Regions from separate parts of the Sus scrofa genome. Here region 2 is linked to region 1. A link is a contact called in public HiChIP or PLAC-seq data. All regions are on one chromosome and are shown on one strand. The core of a region is the stretch at or near the end of the contact, and the rest is flanking DNA. Distances in the headings are between cores, read along the strand shown.

Region 1 (6,655 bases), core at 969-3,468:
CGAATGTGTCGCACAGACGCCCGAACCGCGCATTCAGATCACTCTACGTCCATTTAAAAACACAGTTTGTGTTTGCAACCCAGGACTCAGCCACTGGCAGAATTTTGCAACGACTTCCCAGTTTTGTTGGCACGTCTCCAGGAATAAGGTTCTTTGTAATTCTTTGCTCAAACATAAGGATCGCCTATAAAACTCTTAGCAGATAGATCAATTCATACAATTATCTTTCAATTTTAAAAGCTACAACATAATGTGTTTGTTTTGTTTTGTTTTTGTTTTTGTTTGTTTTTGCTGGGCGCGCGGGGGGGGGGGGCGGGTGGCAGAGAAGAGAGGAGAAACAGTTACTAACAAACCATAGGATGCTATTATGCTCACAAAGTGGTAGCTCTGTGAAGGCATAGGGAAAAGCACCCCCCCCCTTTTTTGCTCAGAAAATAATTCAGTAGCAACAAGGTCTGAGAACCAGGAGCCTCATTGTTCTTAGTGAAACGATTATTTGTCAAAACATTTGATTGTTTCCCTATTTCTACTGAAAAGTTTGGACTGTTCTTTTTGCTCTATTTTTGACACTAGGATTTTTAACTATCGGTGCTATTGTGTTTACAGCATTCAAGGTTTCAGAGTTCAAAGGTTATCCATTAACATGTAGAGTGAGGCTGCACTAAGTGAAGACTCAATTTGGTTTCACTTGTTCATAGTTTCTTTGTTTTACAGCAATGCCAGAAGTCATTTGTTTCGATAAGTTAAATGAAGTTTCTTGTTGAGGAAGAGTGTGTCTTTGGACTGTTTTTGGGCTGTGACTATTGATAAGGCTTTAAAAAATATATTAAAGAAAGATGTTCATCTTCCCTGAGAAAAGAACTCTGGTACTAGAAACGATCAATATTAGTATACTTGAGTGGAAAAAAAAAAGAGTTCTGGCCTAAGAGTCTACTTCTGGCCCTGCTAATTAATGGTGAGAAGTAGTTGGTGTGCTTCCTTTTTAACAAAGACTAACCAGACCATATGTGGGGTTAGGAGTTATACATAAAATGACAGCAAAAACATCACACTTGGCAAATTCTTCCCCTTTGCTAAGAAACTGTCCCCTAAACTCCATTTCTTATTTATTAAGGATTGCATTGCTCACCAGCAGAGCATTTATGTAGGGCTTTTTTGGGTCCCGACTTATTAAAATATATGCTTTAAGTGCCTGTCTTGATATATTTTAAGATTTCCCCTTTTGGATACACTGAAGGCCAATACAAAAAAAAAAAAAAAGAAAAACAAAGAACCCAAAAAACTTCGCTATTTTGTTTGTGGTGACTTGCATAGCTCCCTTTTGTGTTTGTATCTTGGGACAGAGAATTTGGTGGATGTGACTGTTACTTCTGTGGTTCCTCCTAGGGGCTTATTTAAATGGGGTAATATCACTGGCCTTCGGAATCATAACTTTTTCTTTTTTCGTGAGCAAATAAAAAAATGGCTGGGAAACGCTTTACGTGAAGAGGGGAAAAGCTAGTTTTTGTTGTTGTTTTTGTCCCTAGTTTAAAGCCTGGTTTCATCCACGTGGATTTCTATCAAAGCCAAGTGGATTCCTGGAACCTAGGCCAAGTTTAGAAATCTCAAGTTTTTACAGCAGCGCAAGCCCTGCCCTTTTAGAAAACCAGCAACCAGGCATTAAAGGATGCCTTAATGAAGATACTAATTTAAAAATATTTTAATCATCTTTATTCATCGACCTTTCTCATGCTTGAAGAAAATCCGAAAAAATATTGTTTGTGCACAGCTGTCTCCTCACCTACCCAAATAAGTGTAAACGCTTTTCGCCTATTAGTAATACCGGATGACCCAGGAGTTCGGGCAACCAGCCCCTCCCCTCGCCCGGGCACACCTTGCAAGGGAGGGGGAAGCGGAGAGGCAGAGGCCTGGAACTGCGCCTGCGCACTGCCTTCGTGGGCCCCCTCCCCGCATACCTGTCACTGGAACTGCCGGGCGCGCGCCGGCCACGTTAAGCCGGATGGCGGGAGGCGGGGGTGTAGGGGCGGTGAAAGGCGCGCGCGTGCGCGGGAGTCGCAGGGCGAGAACAGGGAGTGCGCGCGCTCCTCGGCTCGCCCGCGTTCCGGAGGCGGAGTCCTCGGCGGTGGGCGGGGCAGGGGCGCGCCTGCGCAGATCACGTGGGTGAGGGGCGGGCCCGAGGGCGGGGCGGCCGGTGAAGGCAGGAGGCGGGGCGTCTCCGAGCTGCCGGGCCGAGGGAGGGCGCAACAGCTGCTCCCTGAGCACTTTCTGACCCAACAGTCCCCCTGCGCCGGACGCGCCGCGCCCCGGCGGCTCTAGGGACCCCCCGCGCCTGCACTGTCCCCGCGCGGACGAGTAGGGGGCGCCCGCGCCTTTGCCCCCCGTGAGCACCCCCCGCCCCGCTCACCTTAGCCCCGCGCCCGAGGTGAGCCCGGCCCCCAAATCTTCCGGGCGGGGGTGGGGTGGGGGTGGGGGCGCTGCTTTTGGGGGGGTCTTCAAGGAGTGAGGCGCTGAGGCGCCCTGAGGGATAGCCTCGCCCCTCGCCCAGTGGCCCCCTGCCTCTTTTGGGGGCCGGTGCGGGCGCGGAATCCGGGAGGTGTCCGCACAAAAGGCCGAGAGAAACTCCCCGTCGCCTCCCCTCCCTCCTGCCTTCCCCGCCCCCTCCCCTCCTCGCCTGCTCCCTCCTCATTCAAACCTCGGCTCGCTCGTGTGGTGTCAGTTCAGTCCCGGCCGCCGCCGAGCGAGGAAATGGCCGAGGAGCCGGAGCCGCAGGTAAAGGGGGCGCGCCCCCCCGCCCGCGCGGGGCCTTGGGGGGCGCCTCGCCCTCGCCCCTCCGGCGTCCCCCGAGCCCGCCCTCGAGTCTCCGGTGCTCGTTATCTCGCCCCCCTCCCCAGATTGTCTGCCCGCCCCGCCCGCCCCCCCATCCCCACTCTCTATTCGGCTCCTCTCGGGCGCCCCCTCCCCATCCGGCTTCTGAGCATTTCCACCGGAGAGAAGGTGTCGGGCGAGCCCCCGGTGTGTACTGTGTTTGACCATCACACTCACTCATGGAACCAGTCAAGATGGCTTGGGGGCGGGGGAGTCCCCCCCCCTTCCCTAGGTCGGGAGAGAGGGGCCCGCCGGAGGGGGCCCGGGGGCTGCGTGGGTGGCTGGGTGGGGGGCTGTTCCTGAAAAGTTGGGTGGCTCCGCCGGCAGGTCTCCGCGTTTGCCCTCTCGGCCGTGGGGGGCGGGCGGAAGGGAGCGGGCCGGCGCGGGGACCCCTGCGATGGCCCGGGAGGGGCCCGGGCAAGTTGGAAACAGCCAAAACAATGCGTCCTAACAGGCGTCCCCCGCAAACAATGGCCGGGACCGTCCGCACGGGCCGGGCGGAGGGCGCGTCTATAGGGGCCGAGGGAGGGGGCTTGGCCTCGCCGCGGACCCCGACGCGCACCCCAGCCAGCCCCCCAGGTTCCCCTAAATCCGTCCCCGGGAGTCCTGATCCTCTGCCCATCCCTGAGCAGGCGGTGCACCGGGCTGCGTTTCCTGGGTGTGTGTGTGATAAGGTTTTTTTTTTTTTTTTTAATTTTAAAAGATTTTTTTAAGAGAAAACTTTAAAAAAAATAGCCCTTAAACGCTTTAAGAATTATCTTTAATCACTCAATTCTAGTGGGAGACACAAAGCCAGCTGGAAGCAGAGCTAGGAACTCTAAGGGGCAGAAGGGATTGAAATGTTAGCCTAAAAGTGTTTCTTTCTTTCTTTTTTTTTTTTTTAAAAGGGAAGTTTCTGCCAGGAGGCGCTGAGTGGCGAAACCGCTCAGTTTCAGATGTAGAGCCCTCTTCACTCTAGATTTGGCCTCAAAATGCGAGCCGCACAGAATGGGAGGAGGGGTGGGCGCTACTGGGGGCTCCAGGAGGCTGGATTTGTGGCGGCCGGGGCGGTCCTGCCCCGAGGGGGTCAGACCTGGCCTGCGGGGTGCACCGGCCGTTACCTGCGTCCAGGGGGTCGGGACGGACGTTCAGGTCCCGAGTGGGAACCTTTATTTTAGGATTCGGGGTAGGGCCACCGAGGACGGGAAGCCGTATTCCTGGGCGGGTGGGTGGGGGTGGGGTGGGCGGGGGGGGGGGTAGTTTTCCCGCAAGGCGTAGTCAGGAGAGCAGGAAAGGGCCACCAGTGGCCACTTCTGGGACCCCAAGTAGCCTGTTCACACTTGGAGCAGTGAAAACTTTCTTTTTTCTCTTGTTGTTTCTCCCAAGAAAAGGAGAGTCCCTTCAGAGTTTTTAAGGCCTTGGAGTGTTGTTCCCCTTTGAAATTCCTTGAGCCTCAGTTTATCTTTCTGGATCAGCCTATAGGGCTTGGAGCGTTGAGCTTGAACATTCCTTAACGTGTATTAAAGGTATGGCGGGTACGGTGGTTCTTTGGCCCGTCTGGGATCCTGTGTTATTGACCACCGTGTATACTAGCTGGTTTCCTGGTTTTCTAGATTGTTGGGAACCATTAAGCTGTATATTTTAAGAAGCCTAGGTCTGATTTAGTTCAGGTTGATTCAATTATGTCTTCATCGCTTTTGAGTTGGTTGAATGAGTTGACATGAGATTAAGCTCAACAAAAGAAAAGGCAGGGTAACAGCAGCTGCCGGCCGGGCCTGGCCACTAGGTAGGGGTCTTGAGGAGGCCTTTCACCTTCTCTTTTGTATGTGTCAAGAAGTACATTTAAAATGTTCTTTACTGTACTTTTTCTCTCCCCCCCCCCCCCCCGGAATGGAGGGACTGCCTTGATTGATAACCAATAAGACTTAAAATGCTGGATTTTGTAATACTTTGAGAATGAGTAATAGATCTAGATTTTCTAAAAAGCCTTTAGTAGAGAAGTGACAAGAACAGAATAATAACCTAATTGCTTTTTGTCTGAAAAATATAACAGTCTAACCACTAGTTTGTGCTTGCTTAGTTAATGTGTGCTAAGAACTTTTAAGGTGTGTCCTTAATGGTAGATTACTTTTTCTGAGAAGTCCTGTTTATTTTAGATACTGTTTTGTTTAGGATTCTAAAGACTGTAGTTGTGTGTGTGTGCGTGTGCGTGTGTGTGTAATCCTGGTGTTTTAGTCAGAGAGGACCCCCCCCACCCCAAACTGCTGCCATTTTAAGTCAGTTATATTTAAGTATTCAATTCAAGAGGCAATGACTTATTTAAAAGTTTTTGGTTGTCAGTAGCTGCAAGCCAAATTTATCATTCATTTAGCTGGTTTGGTAGAATAGGGTTAATAATCTGATTGTTTGGAATTTTAATTATTTGGCTGAGGAGGGAGGCCGCTCCTTTAGAATTGCACATTGATTTGCATGCTGGAGGAGGAAGTAGAGAGATCATGCCTTTTCTAGGTAAAGGACACATACTTTTCTTTCGTGTCCAACTTTTCAGTCCTTTTATCTTCCCAGCACCGTCTTAGCACTGCAGTTTGACCTTTGCTGTGTTTTTAATAACTTGTAAGATCGAAGTTTAGTAGTTGTCTTGGGTTCATATTATTCCCTTTCACTTCTTAATCAAAAAAAGGAACTAGTGCTCCCCTTAGATAAAACGTGTAGAAGATATTTCCCCCTTCACCCTGAAGAATTGATTTAGATAACAGCTTGATTCCCCCCCCCCCCCAGTATGGGAGGAAGAAGGAGGGGTGGAGACATTGAGTCTGCCTGGGAAGGTTTGAGGTGGAGGTAGGTCTGCCTTCTCTTAGGGAGCCTCCATTTTTGGCAGTGGAACTTGAGGGAGGATCAGCAGCTCCTGTTTTCATAAAAGCCCCCTCCAGTGGTCCTTTTCAAGAGGAAATCTGAACATAAGACTCAATCAAGTCACTTACAAACGGATGAAATAATTAAGGAATATAATGGCCTGGCAAGGACAGAGTCCCTCTATCTCCTCATTTCAGATAAATGCTAATCACTTCTCTCTCTTTTAACAACATTTATGATGAAATGGCATGTTTTTGCCACAGCAGGGTTGCTTTCCCAACCCCGGAGCACTCTTAATTCTGACACGCTTGATTAGAGCCTCGGGGGTCCCAAAAGATGTACTGTTTTCCCACTTTGTGAAATTACATTCTTTTCTCACAGTTGTCGCAAACATGATATTGGTTGATAAGAACTTTCAAGCAGTTTTAATGACTCTTGACTGCTTCCAGTCTACTAGTTAAAAGAAAATAGAATGTCATCTCTTTGGACTGTAAATGATTGGGCCTTTTTTTATGTTTTACGTGAACCTTTGTTTCTGTTTGCCCAAAAAAAAAAAAAAAAATTTTTTTTTTTTTCTTCAGTTCAGATCACTCCAGCTCAAGGATGCCATTAATGGCCTGTAAGGGTGTTTTAGGTTGCTGGGTATGACTTGTTTTCAGTGGCTCCTTTCTAATTTCTTAGGTCAGTTTAATCATGTAGCAGTATGTTTAATAGGTGAATTGGAAAGATGAAGTCAAAGAACTGAACAATGGCTATATATTTTCAAGCTTCAGAATTATGCAGTAGGAATGAAACACCTGGGACAATTGGATAAACTGATGCGTATTCATTCCAATAGCAGAAGATAAATGTAATGAGATTGTAAGATAAATGTCTTCATTTGGAATACACAGAGTAGCTCTCACGTTGCTAAGGTGTGCTACAAAACAAAAAACCTGGATGGTATTTAACAGGACAG
Region 2 (6,816 bases), core at 1,819-4,318, 120 kb before region 1:
CTTACCTGTTTTGTTCACGGCTGAATCCCCAGAACCAACTGCTGGACCTGCAGCAGGGTAGGTACCAAAGTAGTTTAAAAACTGGCCGAATGAAAGGACGAACAATCAAAACCAGCCTCCTCTCAGAGGCGAAGGAGTCTGGAGTTTGGGGTCAGGATTTGGGGGTCATTGGTCCGGGCACTGCATGCATGTCATTGTTCTTATCTCATAGCTGAAAATAGGATTGCCTTCCTTGTAAGAGTTCCCAGGAGGACTTAGCATCTTGTTTTCAGAACTAACAGCCCACAGGGCCTGGCACATAGGAGATACAGAAGGTACTATTTTTTTTTTTTTTTTTTTTGGCTTTTGGGGCAGCATGTGGAGGTTCCCAGGCTAGAAGTCGACTGGAGCTGCAGCTGCCGGCCTAAGCCACAGCCACAGCAACTCGGGATCCAAGGCGAGTCTTCAACCTACACCACAGCTCACGGCAACACCAGATCCTTAACCCACTGAGCAAGGCCAGGGATCGAACCCACATCCTCATGGATCCTAGTCGGGTTCTTTAACTGCTGAGCCACGAAGGGAACTCTGGAAGGTGCTATTATAAATGCTGTTTGTTAACATTTGTTAAACACCTGGATGTATAAATACATTCATCAATCCTGGAAAGTGATAAAAAATAAAGCCACTGTTAACAACACCGAAAAGCTTAGTCACATGGCAGCACGGCTCAGTTTCTAAGATCTCCAACTTCTGTTAGTAGGAAAAAAGAGAAAATAATTGTTGGGTAAGGAACTCCAACTGCCCTTAGTTTTCATTCTCCTTTGAAATTTTTATATTTATAAACAAAGCTCCCAATGATGAGAGTTTGTATATTACCATTGTGCTGTAAACATCAGATGCAAATCTGATGGTTCTCACTTTAATAACTTCTGTTTCTTGCACTTTTGAGAATATCAAAGCAAAAGGTTTTTTTTACGTCTCCTGGAAAACAGTATTTTGCTTCTTCATTATTTTGGAAATTACCCTAGAGATTTTGGTTTTTACATGAGGTTGTGTTTGCAGCTTTGATAAAACTGATAAGGCAATGAAAGTGTTTTGGTTTGTTTTAAATTTAGGGTAAAAGTACTTTCAAATTTGGTGGAGACAAAAAGAAAGGGAAGAGGAAGAAAAGTTTGTTTTTGTTTGTTTTAGATATTCCTGGGATCCTGACAGATTCAGTTCTCCAGTAACTATTATTATTCCTGACATTTCAGAATCATCTTTCCTGTTCAGCAACACATTTAAAAAAAAAAAAAAAAAAAGAAGAAGAAGAAGAATTTTGGGAACAGAAGAAAACATTTGGGTTTAAGAGCATGAGCTTAGAGGGTCTAGAGCAAGGATGTGCACACATTTTTCCAGTGAAGGAATAAATAGTAAAATAGTAGGCTTCTGCCCTTGTAGCTCAAAAGCAGTCATAGGCAGTATATAACCACATGAGCATGGCGGTGTTCCAATAAAACTTTATGTACAAAGACAGGCCTTGAGCTGGATTTGCCCCTTAAACTGTAATTACCAACTGCTGATCTAGAATTATATTTTGTCTCTACCATTTTTAAGCCGGTAATCCAGCCAAATCCTCATTTATCTATAAAAGGGACGTAACCACACCACTTCATTAGATTCAGAGGATAAAGTGGACCCGTGTATAAATTATTCCATGTGAGCATTCTCTAAATGCTACCTCCTCTTCTCGTATGATGGAAATAGCAGTCAGCCAAACATTTAGGAGGTGTCACACTCGACTGCAGGTAGCCTCCGGAAAAGGTTTCCCTTGTCCAGCGAGTTTAGCTTGGTCCGAACTTAGCTTTTGGCTAAAAATGCCTTTTCTCTCTTTCCTAAGCAATTCCATTTAAGGTAGGTCCAGGAAGAAAAAAAAAAAAAGAGAGAGAGAGAGAAGTGCAGAGGTAGACAGGTGACCCAGATAGATGGGTCTCCTGGGGAAGAGCCATAACTCTGCCCCCCCCAACATTTCCTGCCCCCCCACCCCCACCCCCCAAGTGCTCCTCCTGCCCCAGTCTCAACTCCTTTTTGGAGGAAAGCTCAAGCATTCTGCCCAGAGGCTCAAGCTGGCCTGGAGTGAGCCCTTGAAAGCATATCCTGAAGCCCGTTCCTTTGAATCCAGTGCTGCTTACGTGCGCACCGAGGCAAAACCAACCTTTACATATTCCATGAACCAGCACCACAGAGGAAACAGATCCTCTGGGATTTTATTTTCCTTTTTTCTTGGAGACATTTTTCTTACGTGTGGGCTTCCCACTTAAGTTTTTAGGATTTCTGGCGTGGGGTATTGGCTTTGTCTCTCATTTCTTTGCCCAGATTGTCAGGTGCCCGCGTATTATTTACACCTCCCATTCACTCTGGGCTCTAATCCTCCCTTTCTTATTTCTTCCTAGACCTGGCCTCCTTTTTCCTAACCAGCAGGCGAGCTCCCCAAGCCTCAAGATAAACAGCAAACAAGATTGTGAATTTCAATGACAAATGCAGCAGGCGACATATTTTCCAGCCCCACATGATTTTTAACTTGGGGATGGTTGGTAACTTCTTCGGTTTTCCTGCTCTGAACATCGATAGGCCCAGTTCCTCTTTCGATTTGGCCTCTTTGCGTCTCTTCCTGAATTAAATTTTTCAAGTCGCCGGCTTGTCACAGGACATGTGGCTCTGCCCAGCTCTGTAACGCACATTTCCTTTTTCCCAGGCGTCACAGAAATTTGCAGTACACACTGCAAAGACAAAGAACAAAAAGACCTCACGAGCTGAGCAAAAAGATTCAGTCATATCCATGATTTCACCAGGTTTCCAACTGGATAATGAAATCAGACTCCTCCCCTCCCCCGCGGGAGGAGGGGGTCCCACGCCACCCACTTACTGAACGTAAAATCTCACCCACGTCTTCCCAAGGACACACTTTGTTCTAAATCCCCAATGCTGGCACAGCCCTTTTGCGAAGGAGAGAAGGAAGCTGCCCCTAAGTTGTAAGAGTGAGCTGCAATCTTTCTCTGAGCCCAAGATAAAAGGAGCAAACAGGAGGGAATTAGTCAGTATGAAGCATGCATTTCTAACAGCAGACGTAGGATGCTGTGCAAAGAGCTTGGCGTGACTGACTCCCGGGTTGGTGGGGGGACAGGATTTTTCTCTTTTCCATGAGCCTTTCACTCTCAAGCAGGAGGAATGATTAAAAACTTGTTCAGAATAGCTCTTTAATGGGTTAATAGTACTGTTTTAAGTCTTATTTTTTTTTTAAGCTAGTTGAATCAGTTCTCCAGATGAAAGCAATGTAGGGATAGGTGTGGAGTAAAGGAACTGCTTTTAGGAAGAGGTGAGGGGTTTGAGCAAAGAATCACAGGGTGTACCCCAGACTAGAGTATCCCATCTACCCAAAGCCTAGCAAAAAGGACAAGTGAAATGCCTAAGGAACATCCTTCAAAGAGATACTCTGTCACCATTTAAAATGTCAGGTTTTTTTTCTAACATGACCTGCTCTCTAAGAGATCTAAGTGAAAAATGGAAAGTGAAGCATGCTTGGTAAAAACAGAAAAGTGTGAGTGTTTGATATACACATATGCTGATCCATGCGGGGCCTGTTCCGGATGCACTGAACCCCAGCAGTCATCTTCTCTGGGGAGGGGGAGTCCCCCTTCTCCACAAGCCCTTTGATTTGAATTCTCTGCCTCCCCCCACCCCAGGAGGACGAAATTACCTCATTGTGCTCAAAAACTTATAGCTATTTTTCTTAATGTGTGCAGACATAGAAAATTGATGATACATATTTTAAGTAAAAAAAAAAGTTGGGAGTTCCTGGCGTGGCTCAGCGAAAGCGAATCAGACTAATATCCATGAGGATGCCGGCTCGAGCCCTGGTCTCGCTCAGTGGGCTAAGGGTCTGGTGTTGCCGTGAGCTGTGGTGTAGGTCGAAGACGCGGCTTGGATACCACGTTGCTGTGATGTAGGCCGGCAGCTACAGCTTTGATTCGACCCTAGCCTGGGAACTTCCATATACTGCGGATGCGGCCCTAAAAAGACAAAATAATTTGTACAGTAGTGTCTATAAATATGATTACACTGATATATATATATATATATATATATAGTCTTTTTAGGGCCAAACTGGCGACACAAGGAAGGTCCCAGGCTAAGGGTCAAATTGGAGCTACAGCTGCCAGCCTTCACCACAGCCACAGCAACTCTGGATCTGAGCCACAGCTCACGGCAATGCCGGATCCTTAATCCACTAGAGCCAGGCCAGGGCTCGAGCCTGCATCCTCATGAATGCTAGTCGGGTTCGTTACCACTGAGCCATAACGGGAACTCCACACTGGCACATTTAAAATAAAGACTGTGGAGTTCCCTGTCGTGCAGTGAGTTAAGGATCTGGCGTTGTCACTGCAGTGGCTTGGGGACCCCTGGCCTGTGGAACTGCCACGTGCCCTGGACACAGCCAAAAATTTTTTTCCTTAAATAAAATAAAATAAATGATATGCACGTATACACACACACACACATGCGTGCATGTTTATGGAACACGCCTGGAAGACTCTGTCAGCAGTTATTAGCTGTCTCAGTTGAGCTCATGCGCTAGTGGAGTGAGTCAAGGGAATAAATATGAGTCTTTTACCTTAATTTTATACTGTTCGAATCTTTTCGAGATTTTTAAATCTTAAAAACCAAAAGGAAGAAAAGAGAAGGAAACCGTCAAATCCCGACCCACAGCACATAAGAAATGTGGGCCATGTCTTTCCAGGGAATTCAAACTCTCAAGGTAAATTTCTGCTTTTTGCCGCCTTAACAACGGGACGTTATACATGACTAGGGACGCTGGAATTTCTCCCCTTCCCTAAATGCCGTTTGCTGGGACCGCTCCAAGCTCCAAATGGCTTTCCGAGGTGGCCTGTTGGTGTCTTTATCTCAGGGAGCCGGCCTGAAGAAGCCGGAGCCTCCGCCTTCAGGGAGATGGAAGAGCAGAGCCAAGAGAAGGCCGGGCTTTGAGCCGGGAGTCCTCCTAGTATTTACTTTCCTGCCTTGTGCCGTTGAACTGCACTTGAATGACTCTATTAACAAGAGCGAGGTGACTTGATGAAATCGTGAGTCTGGCAGGCTCCCGTTTCCTGTGATGCTGGCTCCTCTTATAAGTCATATTGGATAGTCAGCCTCCCCGATGGGATCCCATGGAAATACCCTCTCCCTTGTCAGTTAGTTCTGGGAAGACCTCTTAGGTTTTCTTCTGCCTTCGGTCTCTGCAAAAAGGATGGGAAGAGACACATTTGAAAGCAGAGGGTTCAAAAGGCTCTATGTGCTTCCCAGCTTCCAGGCGCTTGCACAGCAGTAAACCTACTGAAATGAACATGTTTTGCAAATGGACAAGATCTGTTTTCTGAGATGGATAACAAACCCATAAGGTCAAATAGCAGCCCGACTCATTTCTGCACGTGCATTTTTTGGGCTAGGAAATGCCGAGAACGAAGTTCACAACTTACCCAACTTCCAGCACTTGGGTTTTTTGTTTTGTTTTGTTTTGTTTTTTCCTCTTTCCTGGAGCAGCTTTTTCTTGCTTTGATGATGTTCCACTTGAAATGTCCCTTCTTGCTTCCTTAAGTTATGAGCTTATTCTTTTTTATTCGGGACGGAGGGGTCAAGTAGAGAAGCCAAACGTAGACAAATGAGGAGTGTGACAGAAGAACCTAGGATGTGAAATCGGAGGAGGGGGACCGGTCTGCCCCATCTTCCTGCTTGGCAGCTGGAGCTTCTTGTTAATTTGAATGCCTTGGAATTATAATGGCTGTGTTTGCAGGTATTTCTGAGGGATCATTTAGATTCCTTTAAATTGAGGTGAAATGTTAAAATAAAGGGGGACCCGACCATCTCTCAAGATGAAAAAAGGCTCGACCGGCTATTGTCCGACCTCCTCAGAGTCTGATTGACTAGTAGAACACATATCTCCATGGGAACAGATAAATGTCTGCTTTTCATGCCGGGAAATAACCAAGTCAGCCCATGGAGTTTCACCAACCTAGCGCTTTATTTGGATGGCTGTAAGCAGCCTCTCCCTTTTCATGTTCAGCCAAATTATCTGCCAGAATTTCTTTTCAAGTCTAGGGAGGGGGAAAAAAAAAAAGGGTTTCCTTCCCCTCCCCCCTCTGCATGGAGTTAATTACTGTATTTTCATCTGGAAGGGTGGGAAAAAATACACACTGAGCCGAAATAGCACACAAAACCACGGCTGGCGTGTTGTATCTGCCTGGTGTCTATTAGCTGTTGGTAATTTTTTTTATTTTAAGGTATCACGGTCTGCAGTAGTATTGGTAACAAAATAGCCTGGGGGTCGGGCGAGGACCGGCTGTTTGGGATTGCTTGTTTATAGTCATGCCAGTGTCGGCTGTGTGACCTCAGGCAAGAGGAGAGCAGCACTGTTTTAATATTGTGCTCTGAGAAATTGGGGTGGGGGAGGGTAGGCAAGATTGCCGGAGAGTCTCAGGTATCTGCCTCCCCTCCCCCGAAAGTCCCCAACATCTGCCACTTTAACTCCCTGATCACTGATCCATGCTCTGTGCCAACAAAAATTCGAGAACGGCTCTCAGGAGAGCTGGGCTTTCTCAGTGATTCCACACACTTCTGCTTCTGTTCCTGGTTTAAAATAGCACCGGAAGCCACGTTTTCTGATGAGATTACAGCACTTCTAGTTTAGTTTCTGAAGCAGAAGGAAAAAATAAATGGAAAGGGGAAAAAATAGAGGTGCAATCTTGTGTGTGTGTGTGTATGTGTGTGCGTGTGTGTGTACATATTTATATATATTCCCACACC

The links. HiChIP or PLAC-seq counts read pairs in DNA pulled down with a chosen protein or histone mark.
Region 2: a contact with region 1 is called in an H3K27ac HiChIP or PLAC-seq map of alveolar macrophages. The contact joins the enhancer-like site here to the promoter of ZNF217 in region 1. A contact is called at or near these places in 15 of 47 Hi-C or Micro-C datasets (alveolar macrophages, blood, brain and 8 more) and 2 of 2 datasets of contacts at active chromatin or transcription factors (alveolar macrophages and skeletal muscle).

Annotation. Positions count from the first base shown.
Region 1 is chr17:54,627,318-54,633,972 of Sscrofa11.1, reverse strand. It overlaps ZNF217 (zinc finger protein 217), which reads left to right and starts at 2,218. Exons shown (of 6, transcript NM_001123217.1): 1 at 2,218-2,422.
Region 2 is chr17:54,749,838-54,756,653 of Sscrofa11.1, reverse strand. It overlaps LOC100513893 (a long non-coding RNA gene), which reads left to right. Exons shown (of 2, transcript XR_002339964.1): 1 at 1-57; 2 at 2,415-2,873. Among named protein-coding and RNA genes, the nearest start is that of ZNF217, 120 kb to the right of the region's middle. Within about 2 kb of position 3,068, at least 35 of the 83 cell types and tissues checked have an H3K27ac peak or open chromatin away from gene starts, as enhancers often do. A contact at or near this core is called in alveolar macrophages, brain, embryonic fibroblasts and 5 more, where this site is marked.